7 separate regions of the Mus musculus genome follow, and all the other regions are linked to region 1. Evidence: chromatin contacts called from public HiCAR-type, HiChIP or PLAC-seq and promoter capture Hi-C data. All regions are on one chromosome and are shown on one strand. The core of a region is the stretch at or near the end of the contact, and the rest is flanking DNA. Distances in the headings are between cores, read along the strand shown. Region 1 holds the start of Ctnnd2 (catenin (cadherin associated protein), delta 2). Region 2 has its middle 15 kb from the start of Gm32070. Region 3 overlaps Gm32011 (a long non-coding RNA gene). Region 4 overlaps Ctnnd2 (catenin (cadherin associated protein), delta 2). Region 5 overlaps Ctnnd2 (catenin (cadherin associated protein), delta 2). Region 6 overlaps Ctnnd2 (catenin (cadherin associated protein), delta 2). Region 7 overlaps Ctnnd2 (catenin (cadherin associated protein), delta 2).

What was found. Promoter capture Hi-C pulls out the DNA fragments that hold promoters and counts their contacts. HiCAR-type assays count read pairs that join an accessible place to other places. HiChIP or PLAC-seq counts read pairs in DNA pulled down with a chosen protein or histone mark.
Region 2: a contact with region 1 is called in an H3K4me3 HiChIP or PLAC-seq map of neural tube, with 7 times the contacts expected there. The contact joins the enhancer-like site here to the promoter of Ctnnd2 in region 1. A contact is called at or near these places in 5 of 39 promoter capture datasets (HPC-7-derived erythroid cells, cranial neural crest, frontonasal cranial neural crest and 2 more), 2 of 484 Hi-C or Micro-C datasets (cerebral cortex and ventral hippocampal neurons), 6 of 115 datasets of contacts at active chromatin or transcription factors (SST interneurons, astrocytes, embryonic forebrain and 3 more) and 1 of 9 other capture datasets (embryonic stem cells).
Region 3: a contact with region 1 is called in a promoter capture Hi-C map of hippocampal neurons, with 4 times the contacts expected there. The contact joins the enhancer-like site here to the promoter of Ctnnd2 in region 1. A contact is called at or near these places in 2 of 39 promoter capture datasets (hippocampal neurons and second pharyngeal arch cranial neural crest), 1 of 484 Hi-C or Micro-C datasets (cerebral cortex) and 1 of 115 datasets of contacts at active chromatin or transcription factors (astrocytes).
Region 4: a promoter capture Hi-C map of hippocampal neurons shows a contact between it and region 1, with 8 times the contacts expected there. The contact joins the enhancer-like site here to the promoter of Ctnnd2 in region 1. A contact is called at or near these places in 2 of 39 promoter capture datasets (hippocampal neurons and neutrophils), 1 of 484 Hi-C or Micro-C datasets (cerebellar granule neurons) and 2 of 115 datasets of contacts at active chromatin or transcription factors (astrocytes and neural progenitor cells).
Region 5: an H3K27ac HiChIP or PLAC-seq map of SST interneurons shows a contact between it and region 1, with 3 times the contacts expected there. The contact joins the enhancer-like site here to the promoter of Ctnnd2 in region 1. A contact is called at or near these places in 2 of 39 promoter capture datasets (embryonic stem cells and neutrophils) and 4 of 115 datasets of contacts at active chromatin or transcription factors (SST interneurons, astrocytes, neural progenitor cells and 1 more).
Region 6: a contact with region 1 is called in a promoter capture Hi-C map of hippocampal neurons, with 6 times the contacts expected there. The contact joins the enhancer-like site here to the promoter of Ctnnd2 in region 1. A contact is called at or near these places in 5 of 39 promoter capture datasets (cranial neural crest, embryonic stem cells, hippocampal neurons and 1 more) and 8 of 115 datasets of contacts at active chromatin or transcription factors (PVALB interneurons, SST interneurons, astrocytes and 5 more).
Region 7: a HiCAR-type map of astrocytes shows a contact between it and region 1, with 4 times the contacts expected there. The contact joins the enhancer-like site here to the promoter of Ctnnd2 in region 1. A contact is called at or near these places in 12 of 39 promoter capture datasets (the C10 cell line, cranial neural crest, embryonic stem cells and 9 more), 4 of 115 datasets of contacts at active chromatin or transcription factors (astrocytes, embryonic forebrain, forebrain and 1 more) and 1 of 9 other capture datasets (embryonic stem cells).

Annotation. Positions count from the first base shown.
Region 1 is chr15:30,170,857-30,174,008 of GRCm38.p6, reverse strand. Ctnnd2 (catenin (cadherin associated protein), delta 2) reads right to left here and starts at 1,475. Exons shown (of 23, transcript NM_008729.3): 1 at 846-1,475. The coding sequence starts at 882. It overlaps Gm31953 (a long non-coding RNA gene), which reads right to left and starts at 839. Exons shown (of 2, transcript XR_875097.3): 1 at 206-839.
Region 2 is chr15:31,149,084-31,152,235 of GRCm38.p6, reverse strand. No RefSeq gene overlaps it. Among named protein-coding and RNA genes, the nearest start is that of Gm32070, 15 kb to the right of the region's middle. Within about 2 kb of position 1,510, at least 15 of the 459 cell types and tissues checked have an H3K27ac peak or open chromatin away from gene starts, as enhancers often do. A contact at or near this core is called in SST interneurons and neural tube, where this site is marked.
Region 3 is chr15:31,095,940-31,099,091 of GRCm38.p6, reverse strand. The region is part of intron 2 of Gm32011 (a long non-coding RNA gene); the gene reads right to left. Among named protein-coding and RNA genes, the nearest start is that of Gm32011, 5.3 kb to the right of the region's middle. Within about 2 kb of position 1,596, at least 1 of the 459 cell types and tissues checked has an H3K27ac peak or open chromatin away from gene starts, as enhancers often do. A contact at or near this core is called in hippocampal neurons, where this site is marked.
Region 4 is chr15:30,886,339-30,889,490 of GRCm38.p6, reverse strand. It overlaps Ctnnd2 (catenin (cadherin associated protein), delta 2), which reads right to left. Exons shown (of 23, transcript NM_008729.3): 14 at 2,212-2,397. Among named protein-coding and RNA genes, the nearest start is that of Gm52177, 45 kb to the left of the region's middle. Within about 2 kb of position 1,735, at least 14 of the 459 cell types and tissues checked have an H3K27ac peak or open chromatin away from gene starts, as enhancers often do. A contact at or near this core is called in hippocampal neurons, where this site is marked.
Region 5 is chr15:30,851,769-30,854,920 of GRCm38.p6, reverse strand. All of the region lies in intron 12 of Ctnnd2 (catenin (cadherin associated protein), delta 2), which reads right to left. Among named protein-coding and RNA genes, the nearest start is that of Gm52177, 80 kb to the left of the region's middle. Within about 2 kb of position 1,705, at least 3 of the 459 cell types and tissues checked have an H3K27ac peak or open chromatin away from gene starts, as enhancers often do. A contact at or near this core is called in SST interneurons, where this site is marked.
Region 6 is chr15:30,826,119-30,829,270 of GRCm38.p6, reverse strand. All of the region lies in intron 11 of Ctnnd2 (catenin (cadherin associated protein), delta 2), which reads right to left. Among named protein-coding and RNA genes, the nearest start is that of Gm52177, 110 kb to the left of the region's middle. Within about 2 kb of position 1,655, at least 19 of the 459 cell types and tissues checked have an H3K27ac peak or open chromatin away from gene starts, as enhancers often do. A contact at or near this core is called in embryonic forebrain and hippocampal neurons, where this site is marked.
Region 7 is chr15:30,761,380-30,764,531 of GRCm38.p6, reverse strand. The region is part of intron 9 of Ctnnd2 (catenin (cadherin associated protein), delta 2); the gene reads right to left. Among named protein-coding and RNA genes, the nearest start is that of Gm41283, 79 kb to the right of the region's middle. Within about 2 kb of position 1,426, at least 10 of the 459 cell types and tissues checked have an H3K27ac peak or open chromatin away from gene starts, as enhancers often do. A contact at or near this core is called in astrocytes, where this site is marked.

The DNA of each region.
Region 1 (3,152 bases), core at 226-2,725:
CCGACCGAGGAGGTTGCACCTCCTTCCTAGAGACTTTACTCTGAACAGAGTGGCTCAACATGCTGAGTATCAATCGATGAAAACACATTACACACAAGAAGAAGAGGAAGGGGGGAGCGAAACGCAGCTTTGCTTTCAGCCATTAATTACGAATCACCCAAATATCGCTACGCCTATCTCCCATGCACAAGCACCCTTGCCAAACCTGGCTGTCAGGCAGCGCTTTCCAGAGCCTCGCTATCTATTGTCAGGACAGAGAAGCCCCCGGAAGCCTGTGAATCCCTCTGAAAATGCTTCCTCGGAAACGCTAAATATAGACCAAAGGGGTCTGGGTCTGGCGAGCAGCGGGAGACTGAAGAAACGGCCATGGACGCATATGACTAAGTCTTTCCATTTTGTTCTAGCCAAACATCGTAATGACATTGAACATAAGGGCAAAAGACTGGAAGGAAGTCTTCCCCGCCCCCACCCCGTCTTCTCCGGTATATTAGGGACGTCATGAATGCAACCGGGTTGCTCTGGAGGGTGGCGGGGAGCAGTCGGTGTTGCCCTATATACGCGTCCTCCGAGGTAGAGGGGTGGCAGGGAGGGGAGCACGCGGAGAAGCCACTTGGTAACCGCTCCAAGAAAGACACTGACCCCGGACCCCGTTGCGGGGAGAGCCGCCTTCCAAGAGGGGAGCCGGTAGGATCGCGGTCCTCCCCCGGGGCAGACAGCACCCCACTGCCGCCCGCCGCCACCCCTAGCCCCGCTGGAAGCGGAGGACCAACCCCCACCGGCGGTGAGCAAGAGGACGACGCCCGGAGGATGCGCCCGGCTCCAGCAGCTCAGCTAAGGCAACTCACCGAACGGCGCGGCGCCCGACTGCTTCCTGGCGAACATGCACCCGCCGCCAAAGACAGCTCCTCAGTCGGGGGAAAGGCGTGCGCGCCGCCGCCCGGCTTCAGAGCAAGGTCCTGACCTTGCCCAGCTGCAGCATCCTCCGCTTTTGTTGTCGGAGCGCGGCCGCGGGACAAGTGATGCTGGCGGGGAGCAGGGGCGAGCGCGGCAGGCGAGAGGCGGCTCCCGACGCGAGTGCGCAGCGCCCGGCCCGGCCGCCCCTCCGAGCGCGGCGAGCGTAGCGCCCCCTGCCCGACTCGGCGGGCGCCGCGGGATGCTCAGGGTTCCGCGGGGCTCCCCGGGCTCGGGCCGGGCTACCGAGCCGCCGCGCCCGCCGCTCCGCTCGGCCGGTTGCCGCCGCGGGCGCGAGCCTGGGCCGCCCTGGCGCCCGGCGCCGAGCGCTCTCGAGCTGCGCCCTGCGCGCCGCCCGCGCCACCTGTGTCGCCGCCGCCGCCGCCGCCGCCGAGAGCGAGGCTCCTCCCGCCGCGCGCCGCAGCTCAGCCTCCGGCTCAGCCGCGGCGGCCGGCTCCGGCGCTTGGCTAGTGAGCGAGCGAGCGTCCGCCCCACCACCGAAACCTGCCCCGGGTGCGGAGCATGCCCAGTGCCGCCGAGAGAGCGCGGCGCCTCGCCACGCGAATTCCACTTCTGGTTTTCGCGGCGGCAGCAACAGCAGCAGAGATGGGAGGAGGCGGCTCAGGTTGGGAGAGGGCCGCGCATCCCCGGGAACAGACAGCACCCGAGATAGAGCCTACGCGGAGAGTTGATTCTGCGGGGCAGATGTTGGTCTGCAAAGGGGCAGCGATTGAGGGGTTTTAGAGTAGCTTGTGAGTTAAGGAGAGCACCGGGCCAGCCATGAAAGCTAGTGGATGGGGGTGGATGTTCTTGTAGATTCTAGGGTTCCAAAGCAAAGAACGCATGACGTCTGTGAAAGGTTCTTTCGTAGTGTTGGGGCCCCATCTCCACCACCTCCTGCTCTGATTATGCTTTATGCAAACTCAGTCTGGTTTTAAAATCTGGAATATGAGTAAACTTCCTACAAGGAAGACCCTTGCTGGATCTAGAGCTTTAATGAATTCTCTTCGTCTTCCTGTCACGTCTCACCCAGTTGTCTTCTTGGACACCTCCACGACTGTTTTCCTCTTCTCTTCCATTGTCCCGTGCTAAAATGAAAACTTTGCTCCTCCTCCACTGACCGCGGTGGAGTCTGTGAAGCTTGCTCCATTTCCAACTGAGATTTCCGAATGTCTCTCAGTTAGTCAGTCATTAGGCAACACAGAGTGCTAAATCTAGCAAGCAAAGTCACACTATGAAAAGTCTTGTTGGAAAACGAAACCCATGCCAAGTTCCAAGGCAGGCAGGCCCTCAGGACCTTCATCTATGTCCCTGTGTGGCTGCAAAGTCTGTCAGTCACATGCAGGACAAATACGTCCCATAATTATTCCACCAAAGATCCTTACTTTGAAGCCAGCCCACCCCACCCTACTCTTTCCCAGAGCCATTTTCTGAGACACAGATAAATGGACCAGGAACCCCGAACTTGTAATAAGAGGGGTTCCAGCTTCAGTAATCTCAGGGACATTTCTATTCAGTTTGCAAGAGATTATCCAACAAGGTCAAAATGCTTGCATTAAATCTGAGATAGCCTCTATTATTCTCTGGAGTTAGTGAAAGGCTGAGGCAAGTGGAAAGAAAAGTTAAGCAGACTAAATATGTAAAGGAACAGACAAGAGATTGAGTAATGACTGTTCACAACAGGGAAATGTGCACCGTCAGTCATTCCATCTACCTCTAGTAGGCTCAGTCTCACTCCCAAAAGTTGTTCTCCAGTGTAGGTTCTCCTTCGAAGCTGGTGTGACATTAACATAGCCTGATTCCTGTGAGGGAAGATATGTGGTCATTTGCAGGTTTGGTTTTTTGTTTTTTTGTTTTTTTGTTTTTTTTTTTCCCACATCAGCTTCAGTTGAATCTGGAATTTGGGGCTTGTAAGGCACACCAGCTGTCACATCTCGTGTGTGTGTGTGTGTGTGTGTGTGTGTGTGTGTGTGTGTTACATAATAAAAGATGCGCTTAGCCTCTGTGTGTCTGTTTCTGTTTGTACTTGTGTGATTTGTATGTGCTAGCATGTGTGAGAGATACGTGTATGTATGTATGTGAGGCATGTGGTCTATGTGAATATGTGTGCTGATGCCCGGAGACCAGGGAGAACTCAATAATGTTCTTTTCTGTCCCTCTTGGCTTTATTCTTTAAGACTTGGTCTTCCACTGAACCTGTG
Region 2 (3,152 bases), core at 261-2,760, 980 kb before region 1:
ACTAGATGTTCTTCATCAGAGCCTATACTCCAGTGTCCCCCTACCTCCCTCCTTCTTCTGAAGAGGCACCATTACCATGGCTCTCTCTGAGGACCCAAAGCTTCAAGGGAAGCTGTCCTCTGAGGACATAGCCCATTCTTATCCAGTGAGGCTCATTTTCCCCATCCCGCTTAAGAGTCTAAGTCCTGGGTGGGATATGAGAGCTGGCATGTCCGGCAAAGCTTCCACGGCTGTGACTGTTAATTAGGGGACCATGCTTTGAGCCTCACTGGCCTGAGCTGCCTGAGTTGATGGGATCTCACTGGTTGAATCTGGTAGGACCCATGGCCAGACAGGACAAGTCTGTGAGGAGGGATTTGCAGAAGCTAATTTGCATATGGGAGTTTCCATGCTGGGAAATTATATGGAAGCCTCCCTGTGTCTTGGGGATTGGGTATGATGTCAGAGGTTGATTTCTGAGTCTAGCCCCTGGGTCTGGGTCTCAGTTCTTAGAAGTGAACTGGGCAGAAGCTCAAAGTGATGGTTTCTGTGTAACAGAAGAGTCCCCAACATTATCCCTTTGGGCCGATGAGACAAGGTTTAATTTAGAAAAGAGGAGAAGAGGAAAGCAAACTTTCATGTGTATACACCTGTACAACTGCACATGTCTTGTGCACATGCATGCATGTGTATATGAACTAGCATGCAACCATATGCAGGAATACATGTCCACCTGAGTGTGGACATGTTTTGGGGGAGACACATATATAACACAGAGATGCAGTCTTGAAAAGTGTTTTGGCTTTACTTGGGCAAGACAAAGCCACCGGCACCTGCAGCTCTTCCACAAAGGTGACAAGAGTGCCACCCAAAGTGAGCAAACCCTGTGTGTTTGAATGCTCGCTGCACTTGAAGCCATCTATTTTTGTGTGAAAGATCTCTTTGCTGTTCTGTTCCTGAATATCTTGCGCTTGCTGCTTCCAACCTTGCTCCCCTACCCGGCGAAGCCCTCCAGTAAGCCTTTCATTGCGGCTCTGCCTTTCTGTGTGGATTACACGGAGGGAAGTTTAGAATCTCTTTTAGCTTTTGTTGCTGTTCCCCTCTCTGGCCGCTTGTTTTGAGGCTATAGATATTTTACCTCACAGAGAGGGGATCTGAGCGCTCTGAGTTCTTTGTTCACAGATAAACCTGGGCCTGGAGCCCTGCTTCTTGCAGATGCACAGAATCTGTGCCGAGCCATCTGCCAGCAGGTGGCAGAGCGCGCATCCTGCTAGTTTTGATAGGCGCTTCCAGAGTTTGCACTGAGCACTGTCTGTTCCGACTGCCCCTCTCTATTATAACTTACGAGGCAGGAGCTTGGGTCCTGAGGTTAACTGCATTCTTATTTCTGGCATGTTCCCGCCATCCCGCTGTCTGAGATCTGCTCCGTTATATTTTCTGTGGTTTTGTCCTCTCTCAGTGCCCTCCTCATTTGTCCCAGGAGCTGGCTCAGAGCGCTCTTACAGCCGCTGATTCCAGACCTGAGAGCGACCCTTGATGAGTGGTCACAAGTCCAGCCAGGACTTGTGTGATTAGTCATGTGAAAGGCCAGTCCTCTTGAGGCAAGAGAACAAGTCTGGGGGTATGATTGATGTCCCACAGCAATACCAAGAAGCTTTCCAGCCCCTCCCCCATAACCTTGCTGGTCTCTTCATCTGTTCTATCCCTTTCCTTCCTTCTTTCTCCTTGCAGGCCTTCCTCAGTGAGTCACTAAAACCTGAACCTTCTCTCAGGATCTGCTTCTAGGGACCCAAAGTAGAGCTGAATAGAATGTCTAGGTGTGTGTGTGTGTGTGTGTGTGTGTGTGTGTGCATATGTGTGCATATGTGTGCATGTGCATGAACACACATATGTGTGCATATACACATGTGTGTGCATGTGTGTGCATATGCATCTGTGTGCACAAGCATGTGTGTGTGTGTGTGTGTGTGTGTGTGTAGCTACTTGAATACTATTCTTCACGCTCATCCTCTCTGTGCCCCATTGAGCATTACATGTCTGGGACCTCTTCTGGTGCTATTTATGCATCCAGCTCTCTGCTCCTCCCTGCTCATAGTGGAGCTGTCGTTGTATACAGCCATTTACAAATGGCAGCAGATTGCCTCTTCTCTATGTGACCACAGACACAGTCTTTATGCATTTCCTTGCATGTGGAGCCTTGGCCTGGAGTGACAGATGCCTAGGTGAACAGCCACTGGGGATTCATGCCAAGACTGAAGGCAGTATGCCTAGCTTCATGGAGCCCTACAGATGGCTCCATGGCTTCGCTGGCTCTCAAGTGTGTCTCTTCTCACACCCTCTTCTACAGCTGGAGACCCATCCAGTGGTGGCTTGTATTCTGGTGCTGGGTTTCCACTGTTGTTCTAATTTTCTCCACATTGCAGGGAACGTTCAGTGTCGTCTCTATGTGCACTTGTCAGATAGCTCCCATTCACAGAAACACCTACTGGTTTAAAAAAAAAAAACAACAATTTAAAGACATTCTTTGTTTATTGTAGACATTAATCCCTTGCTGCTTTATTCAGCAAGAGTATCTCCGTCGAGTGGACCGTCTGTCTTTTTCCTTGGCTTGTGGCATCCTTTGCTGAGAGGAAGTCCTTGGGATTGCTGCCTTATGTTCTCACCGTCACGGGGAGATTTGGATGAAATAGCTCTTTTATATCTCACTTGGTATTTAGCACACTGTTCCCAATAGAAGCAGGTAGAAATCCACAGGGAGCGGTGTCAAAGGGCAGGAACACATCCACCTTTCCTACACTCTGGATTTCTCTTCTCCAAACCCTATTTGTGTTTTGGAGCCTTCATGGGCAGGGGCCCTCATGGGTCATCTCCCTGAACCCTAGAGATAGGTGTCTTGACTTACTTGAACAACAAGGACACTCCATGTTAACAAGCCATGCTAGACCCCACACCACTGCACAAACAACAGGAGCATGACTCCAGGCAGCCCTTCCTAAGAGGGATGTTTCGTCTCTGTGCATCTTGTTAGGTTCCCTGTCATTGGTATTGGTCATCAATGTCCAAGCAATGGATGCAGAACCGAGCTGCCTGTGGTGCGTGCTGGAGCTGAGGAGACAAGCTTTCTCCTTAGTCTTCGGAGACTCCTGGCGGGCTTTTAGAGAGCATTGAGCACA
Region 3 (3,152 bases), core at 347-2,846, 920 kb before region 1:
GGGACTGGAAGCCCCTTGGAGTTTTCATACAGTTCTTAGATTAAGAGAGACATGAGGGCAGCAAGCAGAGCAGAACTCTATAACAGCATGAAGTATGTAGGACAGGTAGTCCTGGATTCAGGCCTCAACCGAGTAGCACCCACTGTGGCTGTGCTAACCAGTGGGCCACATTCCATGAGTTCAAAAGCCATTTGTTGTTCTTCCTGCATGGCTTTCGGCATCAAACCATACAGTTCCTAATAGACGGGGGGAGATGATCATGAAGTGCAACCCCTAGCTGAAGAACTACTAGTAGTTGGTTGACTTTTAACATGAAAGTCCTGGAGATTCAGGATCAGTAAAACTACAGTAGTATCCAAGAGGTTGAGGTTTTTCAATGTTTCTTGGATCTTGGTTGTGGGGTGGCTTTCTCTGTTCTCTCTCTCTCTCTCTCTCTCTCTCTCTCTCTATATATATATATATATATATATATATATATATATACACACACACATATACACACACATATATATACACATACACATATACATATATACCTGCAGGTACAGGTGCACATACAGGTGCAGGTAGAGGAACAGGAATAGGAATAGGTACAGGCGCAGGTACAGAGTTATATGATCAGCAAGTCAGGGCAACATCAACCAGCATCGAAGCTTCCTTGGCGGTGCCTAGGCTGCCATCTTGGCACTGCCTGACCTGACTCCAGCTCAGCTCCTTCTTTGGCCCACCTGTCAGTCACTACATGGCTTGCTCTGATCGAGCCCCACAGTCTGCTCAGATGGACTATCACTCTCTCAGTGTTCCTTTCTGGGATGCTCTTCTGTTGCCGCCGTTGAATTCCTATCCTTCGAGGTCTGGAATGTATTCCACGGCTGTACAAAATCCTGCCCCCTTTGTCTCAGTGCTGTTTACCTTTCTTCCACCTTCCCTGGGACGTCCAGCAACAGGAAGCACCCTGGTCATCTTGACATGGTTTTCTTTTCATCAATCAGTCCTCAGACTAGATATTCAACTCCCTGCAAGCAACACCAGGTAACAGACTTCCTTACGCGCCTAACAGAATGTAGCTTTAACAGTAAATAATTGGGACATGTCATTTACAGTAAATAAGGTGACAATGGCCTTATGCCCAGTCCCTCCACCACTGCCATCAAAGCAATGTGGTTAGCTTCCTCTCCTTAGAATCTTGAGCCAGTTGAAGAGCTGCCCTGTGTTTCATTTTTGTCATTTAGATAGGTTCCGTCCTTTCATTCAGTAACTAGAGAGAATGATGTTTTAGGCCACCTACTATACACTGCCAATCCAATGTTCAACTAAGCCAGTCCCTAGAATACATGAAATCTCAGCCCCAGAGCAAAGAAGCAGAGAGTATGCCAACAAAGCAGATAATGCCACATCGTGTCAGATAGTGTCACATCATGTATTTGCTGTTTGATTTTTATCACCTAAGAAATACCATATCAGACAACATAAATTTAAAATGAGATTCTCTAATAAACAAGAGTGTTCTAATAACCAAGAAAATGCTGAGCCCAGTGAGCCGGATGACAGAAGATCCCAACAGCTTGCAGCTCAGTACATGTGCATGTTCAATCCAATCTGATGCCCGAATAACAGAATTAAACTTGCTTTTCTTGGCAGAAAGACAAAAGTAGACCTATCAGACACAGAACAGAAAAACTGTAACTTGTGACATCTGCCTAGAGCCACGAGCATTGTGCCACTAATGTTCTCTTTGTAGCAACCCAAGGCAATCCTTGGGTTTTCTGAGTAACTCTCAAGACATCCTTGGGATGTCATTTTGGAGAAAGAATTGGAACAGTTGCAGCACTCTGCTGAGGAGGAGATGGAGTTAGAGAACTACTCAGAAGACTGAAGGGAGCATCAGAGAGGAAAATCTGCAGCTCAAGCTGGCATCAGCAGCTGGCATCATGACAGGGTCTCGATATCGAGTTCAGGCTGGCTTTGAACTTACTAGTGGCCTAACTTTATCTACCAAGTACTGTGATTACAGGCTGTGCCCCTATGTCCACTCCCTTCTAAAGGAGCAGCATGATGAGATCTATTACAGTTTAGTAAGACCTTTTAAGGAGAGAGAGAGAGAGAGAGAGAGAGAGAGAGAGAGAGAGAGAGAGAGAGAGAGAGAGATCAGTTTAGAGGATACTGTTGGCTGGCTCTTCAACAAGTTCTTTTTGGCTGCTTATTCTGTTGAATGACAGGCCCAGTGCAAGGAGCAGAGAGAAAGCTTAATTGGCTCACAGTTTAATGGAAGACTTGGAACTTAGATAAACAGATATCAAAACAACTATATTTAGAAGCTGGGCTATGAGTAAGATGTTGTGATGACATAAACAAGTATGAGTGTATGTGAGTTCCATCTTTATGAGTGATCGGGACACAGCTTCCTTGAACAAATGGCATCTATTCTGACCCCAAGAGGGTGAGGAGAGTACCTTAGCGGTTCTAACAAAGGTAGAGAGCAAGGTAGTCTGTTGGGAAGATGGAGGCCCAGGAAATGTGGGAAGACAGAGGTTTGGGTTTTGGAGAAAGAATTGGGACCTACTGAGGAGGAGGTGGAGTTAGAGAACTACTCAGAAGACTGAAGGAAGCATCAGAGAGGAAAATCCGTAGGATGTGATGGTGAATTTGGGATGAGATATGGGTCAGGGAGGCTGGTTCCCTGGCTGAGTAAACTGGAGAGATATAGTCAGGATAAGTCACAAGCTGCAGAGTGGGGCTGGCGAGATGCTCACCACCCACCCAGGGAGATTCGTCTGCAGCAGGCAGCGTGGCATGGGCTGGCAATGACTTGAGTTATAGCGATGACAGAGTTCATTCAGATTTGAATGAAACCTGCTGCCATGTATGGAGCCCGACTTCGATGATCCTAAACCACCAAGCATCCTCGCTCCATCCATCATGGGGATGAGGAAATCCAAGAGGGGAGGTGAATCAATAGAGACATTTTGCTGTCATTTCTGCTCCAAATGCAAGTCAGTGTTGACGGAAAACTTTGATTCCATATGATGTCATTCTTTTCACTGGGATTCTCTTTCCTAATGCCGACTCTGAACAATGAGACTGAGGACAGGTGATGCTGGCATATTTCTAACTGCTATAAATCCACATAATTTACTACATTTTGTTTTATG
Region 4 (3,152 bases), core at 486-2,985, 720 kb before region 1:
ATCTGAAGAGTTTGAAATTCATGAGGGGCATCAGGGAAGAGCTGGGATGGTTCTCTGCCGGGTCAGGGTGTTAGAAAGTGAGACACCACTGTCAGACTAGAGGCTCTGGCAAGGGTGTAGCTGCTCAAACCTTGGGGTGAAGCTAGATATGGGAAGGGATACAATGTCGGTCTAAGGTGTCTTTGGTTGAGACTGATGTTATTTTAGACTTGACTCCTGAAAGTGCCTTCTGGAATTACATGGTTCAACTAGGAGGCTCGGCCTTTAGGGGTTTCCCAGTACAAGCCTATGATGGTGGGAGACTTTTCTCCTATGGGCCCTTATGCTGTGGCTGATATTTCCAGGGGGAAGCAGTGTTGGTCCTGTGGTCAGAGAGCCCAGCTGAAGGCAGAGAGAATGCATTGTATTTTAAGTTCCCGTTTTAGTTGGCTCAAGGTGAGATGTGCAGAACTGTAGTTTCTGGTTCCCTAGCACGACACCAAAGGATGAGAACTAGTAAGCAGCTAGGATAATGGCAGCATTTAAATATTTAATGAGCACTGGTGATATGCCCTTTGCCACCCCATAGTGGGAGGGTAGTAAGTGGCCGGCTTAAGAATCACAGGACAGTGCTTCCATCCACACAGGAAGGAGGAGATCAGAGACAAACGGTTCTGACTTGTTACAGAAGAAAAGGTAGAACAGAGGAGCACATCTCAGAGTGGGAAGGCTCTGCTCAAGGCAGGGAGTGTGGCCCTTACCGAGGCAGGGGCATGCAGGTCCATGTGTCGTGGGAAATACCTGAGAAGTTCACATAGCTAGGACTCATAACTACAAACTTCTCATGCTGAGTCCTTCCAGGAAAATTCAAGAACAAGATTTTTAAGGGCATTCCTGTTAATTCTTACTCTAAGAAAAGCACTGTCTTTAAACTTTACTTGAAGTAAAACTATTTCCCAGAGAGTTTAGAGAATACTGTACTAGCATCCAAACAAACATCTGGATTCAAAATTTGGTTACAGAGAGGGCTGTGGCCCTGTCTCTCTTTAGCAGGTACTTCCATAGGGTTGGCAAAACTCTCACCAATGGATGCATAAGTAGAGTGTCCAGTGAAAGCCAGCCATGTGACATCAGCGTCCAGAGAAGGACACTGGTAGTGTGCCTGCTAAATGGAGACGTTCATGTCGGAGGAAAGGTGGATATGGCTGTGCAGGGCTGAGAGCCTCAGTGTCCACTGGCTGGGTGCAGTGTCTGGAAACACAACCTTCTCTAGTGCACACTTCCCAGCTGCTAGCCGAAGGGCAGCTCCACTGTTCCTTCCCCTAGAGGACAGTGTGCGAGGGATTTTATTTCATTTTTTAATCCCAGGGACCTCAAGAATGGAGTGAAGGCTGTTCTTACCACCAGCTTCAGGATAGCCGCCTTCAGACTTTTCCTGCACAGCAGGCAAAACTTACAGGTGTCAAGAGCATAGAACATTCCATGTTGAGGAAGCCTCCTTCTCAGGCTGCAGTGTCCTGAGTTCCCCAACATTGTACCCCAAGGCTTAACTTCTGACCTCAGTCAGTTGTAGCTCATGAATTCTTATCCCCACTTCCCAGAGTTAGACAAAACAATAACCAGGCCTTCAGAAACCTGCTATCAAACACATGCTACATCTCATGCCTCCTCTGTCAATGTCCCTTCTCATCTGCCTTTTCCTGTCCTGGGCATCCTGCCACCTGCATGGCAGCCTCCTTCCCCAGCCCCAGAGAGGCAGTTGCCATGCAACACAGAAGCATTAGTACCCGTCTCTACCCACACTCTAGGAACTGGGACATCAGGATGTACCAGATGGCTTTTTCTTTACTTTGGAAGTTCCTATGTTGGCTGAACTGGATGACATAAGGAAAATTTCTTAACTTCCACCATCTCAGCTGTGACATCCCTGCACGAAAATCTTGCAGCCATGCTAATGATTTTACTACACACCTTAAATGAAGAGCTGTCTGTCTGTCTGTCTGCCTGCCTGCCTGTCTCTATCTATCTATCTATCTATCTATCTATCTATCTATCTATCTATCTATCTATCTATCTATCTATCTACCTACCTACCTACCTACCTACCTACCTATCCATCCATCCATCCATCCATCCACCCACCCACCCAGCCACCCACCCAGTCATCTATCAGTGGTGATATTGTATTGAGGAAGGGGAGAACTGCATGCAGCTGTGAGTGTGTCACATCACCTGGTCCTGGGATTTCTTTTTCTTCTTCTTCTTGCCCCAGCACCCAGAACTCTCTGTGTCTTTGCCGTTGGTCTCCCCGCAGAGCAGCCCGTCCAGCTCGTCTGTGCCCATGTGCTGTCCCTGAGACGTTTCTGCTGCTAGCCGGTAGGAGAGGTTCCTCAAGATGCACACACAGTTTTCAACGGTCTGCAGCATCCCCAAAAGAAAGAGGGAAATGGGAGAATGAGTGTAAGTGAATCAGTTGATGGCTCTGCCTGTCTATTCTCCACGGACACGTTAGTCCTCGGATTTGTTCAGCTCCGCTCAGGGCTGCAGTAGGAAGAATTTGGATAAGCTTGGAAGGTCCTATGATCATGATCATTTCTCACTTGAGAGACAACAACACCAGATACTTCAACAAACGCCAGTCATGGGTCATTGAAAGGCACTTGTGAGACCTGGACACATTTGCAAATACAAGAACGCAAGCCATTAACAGGCTACTCCTGCCTGGAGTTTAAGGTGCCCAAGTCATTACAATCATAGGTTGTGGATATAGTTTGGCTCTGGTTGGAGATGTTGTTGCACACCATTTACTAAGAAATATACAGTTCAGCAATGCTGGAGACCACATAAGGGAGGCTCTGAGTATGGGACCTACAACATTTTGTCTTCTTGGCTTTGGTGGGAGTCCTAGCTCTGCCCAATGGCTGTGTGGCTTTGGCCACAGTGACTAAACCTTCTGTGCCTCTGTTTCTTCATTGGTAAAACAGTAACGATAAAAGCACTAGCTTCACAGGGCTGCGGGGAGGACAGGATAAGGTTATAGACAGGACATCACCTGTCATTGTCACCAGTGAGTTGTGGAGGTGATACAAGACAGGTTCAGACTTTAAGGGAAAGGTTCAGTAAACTGCATCCTGCAAGCTAGGACTAATCTGAGGCTTGATTTATATATAATA
Region 5 (3,152 bases), core at 456-2,955, 680 kb before region 1:
GCCCAGAGTTCAACATCCAACACCTTCAAACTATGAAGGTTCAGTCCTATGGGCCATGTGCTTAGTTCTGGAAGGTTGTTTGGATGCTGCTAGGGGAGACTCATCAAGAGCAGTGCATAGCTGTGAACCCTGCATTGCAGCAACAATAGCCTGCGAGGCTATGACTACCAGTGTAATTGTGGTATACTTACTCGAGTAGACAACTATTTTCTGATTGGATGTAAGGACCACCTCATAAGATGGAACCCCTGGAACCACTAACTGGGACCCTGAAACTGGATCACAGGACTAGGGAGAACACTGTACTATTTATTATTCTGTTAAAAGGACGATTCTTTTTGTGGTAGAAGGCAATTGATATGGAGATGTCTATCAGGTCAATGTGCAGAGAATATGAAACTATGGAGCTCTGAATTCTAACTAGGACATCTGTATCACATTTCCTTCTGCCAAGGTGCATAGATCATCACATAAGAGGGTTGAGAAGGATTGTATACGCCAAAGGTAAATGTTTGTAGCAAGAGCAACAATGGACAGGAATGGTAGTGCAGCTGCACATGTGAGCTCACAGTGGCTGGGGCTGCACATGGTTATGACATTGCTATAACATCGGCAAAAGCCAAGCATGGATGGGGCAGGGGCTCATGAGACCCCACCCACATCTCAGGAGTTACTGATGTTTATTACAGTGGGGAGAGGGAGAGTCAGTACAAGTGAGGGATGTGGGCCTGGAGGGGGTCTCCATGTTCTAGGACATGGCAGCAACCCATACACATAGAGGCAACACTAAATGAGCTTTAAAAGACAGCACATGAATTTGGGAGGTAAATGTAAGGAAGACAAGAGAGAGATTGGAGGGCAAGAATGGGGAGTAGATTTGATCCAGGCACAGCATATGCATGTGTGCATACAATATAAAGAACATTCATCTGAGTAGGCTGATAATGCTGGCATGATACTAACATAAAAAATAATTTTTTTTCTTCTTACCTGTGGCTAATGAGAGAGTAAACCAGATAAAGATAATGTCCTCAGAGCCTCTAGTCTCGGTGCGATTATCATCAGCATTACTTTGTGACGGGTTTGCTCAAGGTCACTCTAGAATTAGTGGCACCGTGGGATCAAGCGCTCATCCATTATATGGGTTAAAATGACTAATTGCGGGTGTAGTTTAATTACACTCATAGGCACAGGCACAAGTGCAGCTCCTTTGACAGGCTTAATAACATTCTGCGTACACAAAGATAGATGAGAAAAACTGGGGTTGTATATTGTTGTCCTTCAGGACAAGATGCTGACGTGGGAATAGGATAATAAAAATAAATAAATGACCTGGTGGCCTGGGCGCAGGAGTGGTGGAAGTTAACAGAGCCAGCCTCATGTGCGCACTTCCACTGCTGATAAAGTCCTAAGTTCCCATGACAGAATGTAGCACAGCCGCAGAGTAACGTGAACGCGCCGTCGTATGGAGCTAGTCGCTGGATTAAAAGGGAGGAAAAAAGGGGCCGCTTATCAAGGCTTTACCTAGAGCTCATTCTCAAATGATGATGATGGCCACGCCAAGGATCTTTAGGGTATTGATCTGCGATGTTTTAAATGGGAAACGCAGCAGCCATCTTTGAGAGAAAACCCAGGAAGCATATGTTCTGCAGGCAGCTGCCGGAGCGTTACAGTGAGAATGATGTATATGCATCACGTCACATGCCCTGTACAGGAACCCAGAATGACTTCTGGCTGAATACAGCCTTCTATAAATCCTAGCTGAGCTCCGAGGATGTTGGGAGAGAAAGTGAAAAGAAGGCTCCTGGGCGAGAGCAGGGCACACAGAAACCACACACCCTTCTAGGAAGCCTCCTCCTTCATGCACACCCAGTCAAGGGGCTTGGAGTCAAACCTTAGTCTGAGACAGTCACATCTGGACATGCAGACCTCAGCCCTGCATGGTTAATCCCTTTCTTCCCTAATGAGCTATAGAGGTGATTGGGTTTACACACAGACAGAAAGAAGCCCCCGCCCCCTCTGGACCTTCTGTCCCACTTTGTGAGGACTGTTTGGGAACAACGCTTTACTCATTTTTGTCCCTGTCCTGTGTCCTAAGGTGAACCCTGGCTCTGACAGTCCCCTCCGGAAACATGAGAAACAGTTGTTTTCTGGGTCTGCCAGAACAGAGTCTCAGAAAACTCATGGCTGAAAACAGTAGAAACGTATCCTCTCAGGGTTCTAGAGGATTCCACAATCCAGGTGCCAGCAGGTCCATGTTCACCCTGAAGGCGCTAGAGAAGAACAACTTTTCTATGACGGCCTTAGGTATCCTTACTGTTTCTCAGCATGTCGCTGCCTCATTGTCTGTCTGGGTTCCAAGGCCTCTTCCTCTGTGCATCTATGTATTCATGCTTGCACTTTGGTCCATGCTAATCTAACCAATCAGATCTCCCAAAACACTGTGTCCAAGAAGGGTCACCTTTCAAGGTCACAGAGACACGAATTTTCGAGGCATGTTTATCTCAGCCACTACACTGAATTGGGTCAGCAAGAACTTGCCCACAGTCAGATGAGATCTGGTCTCCTTACAGCCTGCTAATGTGTGTTTTCAGCTGAAGGTGATCATTATAATGGCCAAAGGTTAAGAGGCACATTTGATTACACAGTGCTCAGCAAAACAGTCGTCAGTACAGATCCAAATCTATTCGCAGGTTTGACCTGGTCTGCATAAAGTCATTTTTGTTTTTTTGGAGTTCTTAATCATGAAAGGAGGAAAAAAATAATTCCACTCAGATTTATGCCCCAAGCCTTCCTAATAATTGCTAACATTTTTTTCTAGACAATATGTTAAAGTGGTTTTTGTTTTATCTTGAACAAGATTTTTAAAATGGCTTTATATAAAAATAAAGTTTGGATGTAGCAGAAGTGAACAAAAGATGGAATTATAAAATAAAAATAAGTGAGAATGTGTATGAGTGTGTTTGGGATGAGGGAGGGAGGCATGGTGGTGGCAGTACATGGAGTTAAACCTTGCCCTGCCCTGCATCTTCTTGGCTCATGGTTCTAAGGCCTTCTCTCCCATCCTACGATCTAGCTAACATCATTTTTTTTTCTATTAACTCACTCCTTCAACAAAATTTAAAAGTTCTCCCTGCCCCCATTTTTATCTT
Region 6 (3,152 bases), core at 406-2,905, 660 kb before region 1:
TCTCTCTCTCTCTCTCTCTCTCTTTCTTTCTTTCTTTCTTTCTTTCTTTCTTTCTTTCTTTCTTTCTTTCTTTTTCTTCTCTCTTTCTTTCTTCCTTCTTTTTTTTTAAAGTCCAACAAATATTTTTGAGTAACTCCTATGTCTGGGACTTCCTTTTTTAGATTTTATTTTATTAATTAACTTCATGCTTTAGAGTTTTTAAACATGTATAAAATACTTCTAAAGACTCTTAAATTTTAAAGATGAAATCCCTATAAAACAGTTTACTATTTTGAAGTATACAGTTCAGAAGCATCATTCTCAGTGATGGGTATCACCCCTACCTAGAGAAGCATGCTTTTGTCACCCCTATCAAGATGTGACATTCAGGGAGGAGGCACTGTTCTGCAAGTGCTCAACTCAGAATTTGTTTCTCAGAGGTCAGAAGTAAGCAAACCAAGTTGTAGATTACGTTGTGTAGATTATACTTATGGGATAAATGTTTCAGTTAGCTTTGGGGACTGCATATCTGACTGGGCTAAGGGAGAAAGTGGGGGGAAATCAGACATTTGGGTGTTGAAAGATAGGAAGAAAGAGACATGGCAGGAAACTGTGGGCTCCAGGATGGGATGTTTTAAGTTTGAGATGCCTAAGTTAACTATCCAGGAGTGGTAGCAGAAGGCAGGTGCTGGGTGAGCCAAAGCACATGGCTAAGGACAGAAACGCAGAGGCCTCAGCACTTAGGTGGTACCTGGAGCCACAGGATAAAAAGAAATCGCAGAAATAGAGTTCAGACGAAGAGCCAACAGCTCAGGGCTGGTCCTTAGCATGTCAGCATTTAAGAGAGTAATGGTAAAGGCAGTTTGGCATCAGAAGAAAAGCATTAGAGAAGTTTCAGCTCTACAAACAGTTAGTCTTACAGTGGTATGGGTCTGAGATCTCCGCTAACCCTTCCGGTAACTTACAAGTGCTCAGAATTTTTAAAATAGAGAAGTGTAATAGAAAAGTATGTCTCCTTTTAGTGCGTATATGTTTGTATAGTTGGTACATGTGGTGAGTGTATGTATTTTTAATATGTATGTGAGTGTATGCATCTATGTGTGTGTATGGTGTGGGTACGTGTGTGAGTGTATTATGTATGTGTGTGGTGTTGGTATGCGTGTGTATAGTGTGTGGGTGTGTGTGGGGTATCGATGTGTGTGGTGTGAATCTGTGTGTGTGTGTGTGTGCGTTACTGGTGTGCTGTTTTGTTTGACTGTGATGTGTGCACTTGTTGGTGTGGATGTGCCTGTGTGCCTGTAGGGGCACCAGCATGGAAGGCCCCAGGCAGACATCATCGTCTGCTTGCTACCTTTACTTTTTGAGGCACGGACTGTGACTGAAGCTGCAGCTCATGGATTTGCAGAGGCCGGCTGACAACTCCGCAGATCCTTCTGGCTCTGCTCTGACTCTGATCTCCCCACACACTACTATGACAGGCAGCTGCCACAATGTCTGGCTTTCCCCAGGGCTTCAAGGGATCCAAACTCAGGCCCTCGTGTTTTTAGGCAGCCACTTTCCTAACTGAGCCCACAGATCCCTTTTATTATGTGCCTCCCCCTAAAATAAACCAATCCCACCGAAACTTGAGTTGCAATTGTCACTGCACACCATCTGGTGTAGGCCCATCAGTGGGCTGATTGAGGACAAAGAGATGCGAATTAGAAGGCTGATCATTACGTCAGGTTCTCGGAGACTATAAGCAGAACAAATGACAGGAGGGGAGAAAATCGCTTATTTTAGGCATTTTCTGAATCAAAGCAGCAACGACATGAGCAGAGCGTGGCCCAGGATGTATAATGACAAGGCCGCTATTATGACTGGAATGTAAAGTGTAATAGGATTTTCAGAAAACAATTTAGGAGAAGTGACAATCTTGCTTATTTAAATGCTGTGTGACGTTCAGTATTACTCCTCCAGGTAAATCACAAAATTGATAAAAAATGACTTCCAGAGATATTGTTGAATAGGCGGAACACATGTAATGCATTTATCTGTTGACTAACCCTCAGGTGCGTAGAAACGGTATTGTTTCCCAGGAACCAAAGAAAGCTTTTACTGAGCCATTATGCTGAAGTGTAGAGGCTCCGTGCTTTGTCTCCATCAAGAAGGCTTTTACAAGGCCCCTATTTTGGGCATTTCTTATTTCTCTGATATGGATAAGTAGACTGTATAATAATTTCAATTTATATTGTAGTTAATCATTATCAAATTTCAAGTGCATGCTTTGGTATATATTTTAAAGCTTTCTAAGACAATAAGTGCTACCTTATACCCTCTAACATTCAATTTAATACATGGCAAGGTTAAAACCTCCAGTGTAGGATAAAAGAGACAACACGGAAAAGAAATCCAGCCACAGATATGTAGAGTTACTAGGGCAGCCTCCTATAATCTCTTTTTGCTTAGCGGACACAAGTCATTTTACAGAAAGCAACACACATACTGCCTGCTCCTGTTTTTATATTCTGCACATAGTACCGATGTATTTTGATATCAACAAATATGTAGACATGTGTTCATTTTAATGCTTAGTAATGGTCTTTTGCATGGACAATATTACTGATTGGTTGACTGAGCTAGGAGGCAGGTTTTACTATGTAGCCTTGATGGGCCAGGAATTGGCTTTGGAGAGCAGGCTGCCTGTGAACAGGTCCATTTTAATCCAATCACATACTGATGGACTCTGAGCTGTGATTTTTTTTTCTTCTTACATCATTTCATACCATATCAACAATGTGTTTTAAATACATTTTATGTTTAATTCAACTTCATTGAGAACTTTTCTTAATATCTACTGAGTATAAATTCAAAAACTTTAAATGACTGGGTAAAGATCCCGGATACTTTAAATAGTAATAAATTGCCAACATGCTCCAAAGACATATGACAATTCAACCCAATAAAATGTTCACTGTGAGGTCTTTTCTAGCTGAACTAAGCAACTATTTTTACACTGGGGATTCTCACAGAATAGATGGTGTGAAAAGAATCTCCTTACTATAAAGGGTCTGTTTCAGCTACCTTCAGGTTGGTTGCTGGAACATCCCTTCCTAGTAGATGCAACTGGGACTAAACATATTAAACTGAAGAATGGTGGAGCCACCGAACAGTTGAGAAAGTATTGAAATGAT
Region 7 (3,152 bases), core at 177-2,676, 590 kb before region 1:
ACTGAAGCTTTGCATCCTTGAGAATGACCTAGTTTTCAGCTCATCTTCTAAAGACTAGTGTGAAAGTCCTCAGAGTAAGCACGGTGGCTCTTTAGGGACCTTGTTTGAGGTAACTGTTCCAAGGCAGACTTGTGGAACTCTACATTTCATTAGTGTGAAGTGACTGAATAAAGAGGGCAGCAAATTCCAGGTGCTTTTGACCTGGTGGCACTAAGTAGCCCCTAAATAAGACTGGCTGACAGGGTCGTTGGTGGGTCGGTGCTTCATGCCAATATGTGTGACTGAAAGTTTCATTTATTCAGTGATTGGTCCGAACAACGTAAGAATTACCAGTGTCCCACAAAATTAAAGGTTTTGGGCACCAAACAACTAAAACCTTGAGGAGATTGTATTATCTTCCTTTCCTCCTCTCTACTGACAGCAATTTTTTTGTTTTTTAATCATAGAAACCTCTGAAAATCCAATTTTCAAAGTGATGACTTATTTAAAAAACAAAACAAGTCATAACCAAAATTTGAACTGTACTGATGAAGTTCATATGAGTGTCACTACACACCTGGTATTGTTATATTTTCTCAAAACATTTAAAATAAACCACTGTCCCTTTGAAATTTGTGCATGTCCCTTGAGCAAACTTAGCACTAGGAGCAGTCTGGGAGCAAGGACAAGCCGAATGTACCTATAACCGCTATTACTTAAGTCATAGCGAAGAATATCGTAATGAGTAATTGTTGGAGGAAGGGCAGATTATTTGCATAGGAACAGAAGTCAGCCTTGTAAAGTTTAATATTAGAATTTTAATTAAATGATTCACCAGAGAAGTCAGCTGAATATAAATATTTGTCCACTGGGGGAAAATAGATTTCCATTCATTCTGAGAATTTTCCTCTGATTGTATTTTGAAATATGCTATTCATGGTGATGAAGGACACACATCATAGCATTTCGTAATGAGTGTAGAACCAGAAGCGAAGGTGCTCCCTGCACACTGGCCCCAGGGTCCGTCCTCCTTCCCCCTTTTCTCCCAGTGTGCTGGGGTAGCAAGGGCGGGGAAAGCCTGGCAAGTGAGGGCTCTGCGTGAGCCCACACCCCTCACACCACACCAGATCAGGCAAGGAACCTTTGGTAACTCCCTGCTTCCTTCCAACTATGTCAGGAAAATGCCCAGGCACTAGAAGGTGGAGGCCATTCCAGCCTGGAATGGTTTGAGGTTAAATATGTAGTAAAATAAACTTTGTCCTCTGGGTGAACTTTTAGGGGAAAACTCCTACTAAACATTTTTGGGTACATGTGACTGGTCATGGATATGATTAGAGTGAGATGCAGCAAGGGAAGAAAAGTTTCCATTACTCAAGCCTGTCAATCAACGCAGAAAACCAACCTCCTTGGCAATCAGCTCCTTCTCTTGCTAGACCCACAAGGAAGTGCCAAACAGAAACTTGATGCTCTTGGCACTCTAACTCCAGGGAACTGATGCTCTTCTGCAGTGTGTATTGTGCTGTCTCCTTAAATACAACTTCTTGCTGCTTGTGATTTGTGTGCACTTTTCTAGTTCTTTGAATCAGCTGCCAAGAACCTGGAGACACCAGACAGAGACCCCTGGTAACAGAACAGTCTAAGCATCATGCCATATGCACTACAAAGCACCACTTCAGTGGCAGCTGTCAGAGAAAACACTTCTTTGATTACATACAACATGCTCTGCACAGTATAAAATTGGACTTAACATCTTCAATCTTATATTTGCTCTGAAGGGCTTTCCTCCCTGCCCTTTCTCCAGAGCCTTTGTTGGGTTGTGATGAACTTAGATTGCAGAGAGAGAGAGAGAGAAGTCACAGGAGAGAGCTGAGAGCCAGAGAAAGCAAACAAATTCAAGGCGAGCAAGCTCAGCTCTGAGGTCAATGTAACAAGCAATTCCTCGTGGATTTGACTGCACTCGAGTGATAAGAAAATATGAAACAGATCTCTACCACCTGAGACACGATTATTAGCTAATTATTGGATGTATTGTCTGCTGGATGCTGCATTACTTCCCAGCAAGCGCTGACATACTTTCCTTCCACACAGACAGAAATCACCTTAGTAAGAAGTAACATGTACTGGGCATGCTCTGTGCAGCTGGGAACTACATTTATGTCTTGCCCATTAATGTGAACCCATTTCCATCAGGATGGTACATTAATTCTCCCACACAGATGCAGTCACTGGGGGTTTAGAGGCACACAGCAATTTTCCCAAAGGCCATAATCGGGTGATTATTGTGCCTGTGACGACAACCAAGATGTCCACTATCTCATTAAACTTTTTAAAAATTATTTTACAAGTTAGGTACAAGAATAATTTGTACCCCTTAAAAATTCCATTAGGATCAGAAAAAAAATACTGAATCTAGTGCACACACAAGGTATACTGTAATTTTAGACCTAATTTATAATGAAAAACATATATTATTCACTCATATGGTACCATTTTCTGTTACTGGCTTTTATGCTTTCTCAGAGGTCCAGGACCATGACAGAGCTTGGAAAGATGGTTTCTCTCCACCAATGCCTGTACAGCTTGCTTCCTTCCTATTTGCGATCTGGTCTCAATTCTACAGTGAGCTTACTTTTCCAGATTCCCTCCTAATTTATGTTCTTTGTATCTCTTGTATTTCTTAGTCATCTGCCATTTGTTTAATGAATTGCCATGCCAGTCAAATAAAATGGACTTGCCTACATTATCTGTTTCACTAGACAACTGGGCTACTTGTCAGTCAGTGAGAAAAAAATCCTCCAGGTAAAATACTTTACCTTAGTTTTTTACTCTTAGTATTTTCATATTTAAGTCTTCTAAAAGGGATATTTTTCCAGGCAAACCAGAATCTGCTGGCTGAGGTTTAAAGCTTACAATTTTCTTTAATCATGAGTTAATATATAACATGTTTAAAGTCTCAGTATTTACCTGTTTAATATGTTATTTTGCCCTAGAATTTTTTTTATTAAAATCTATTCTTATGACTAGAAAATAGAATTGACATTCAGAAAATGTTGACTGCCTAGTTATCAAATCTAGCAAGCTAAAGCCTTAGATGGGTGGAAAGAAAAAAAGTCTCCAGTACTTGCAATGTAGCTGCTCAATAAAACAGTGGTCAATTCACTATTCTTCCTGAA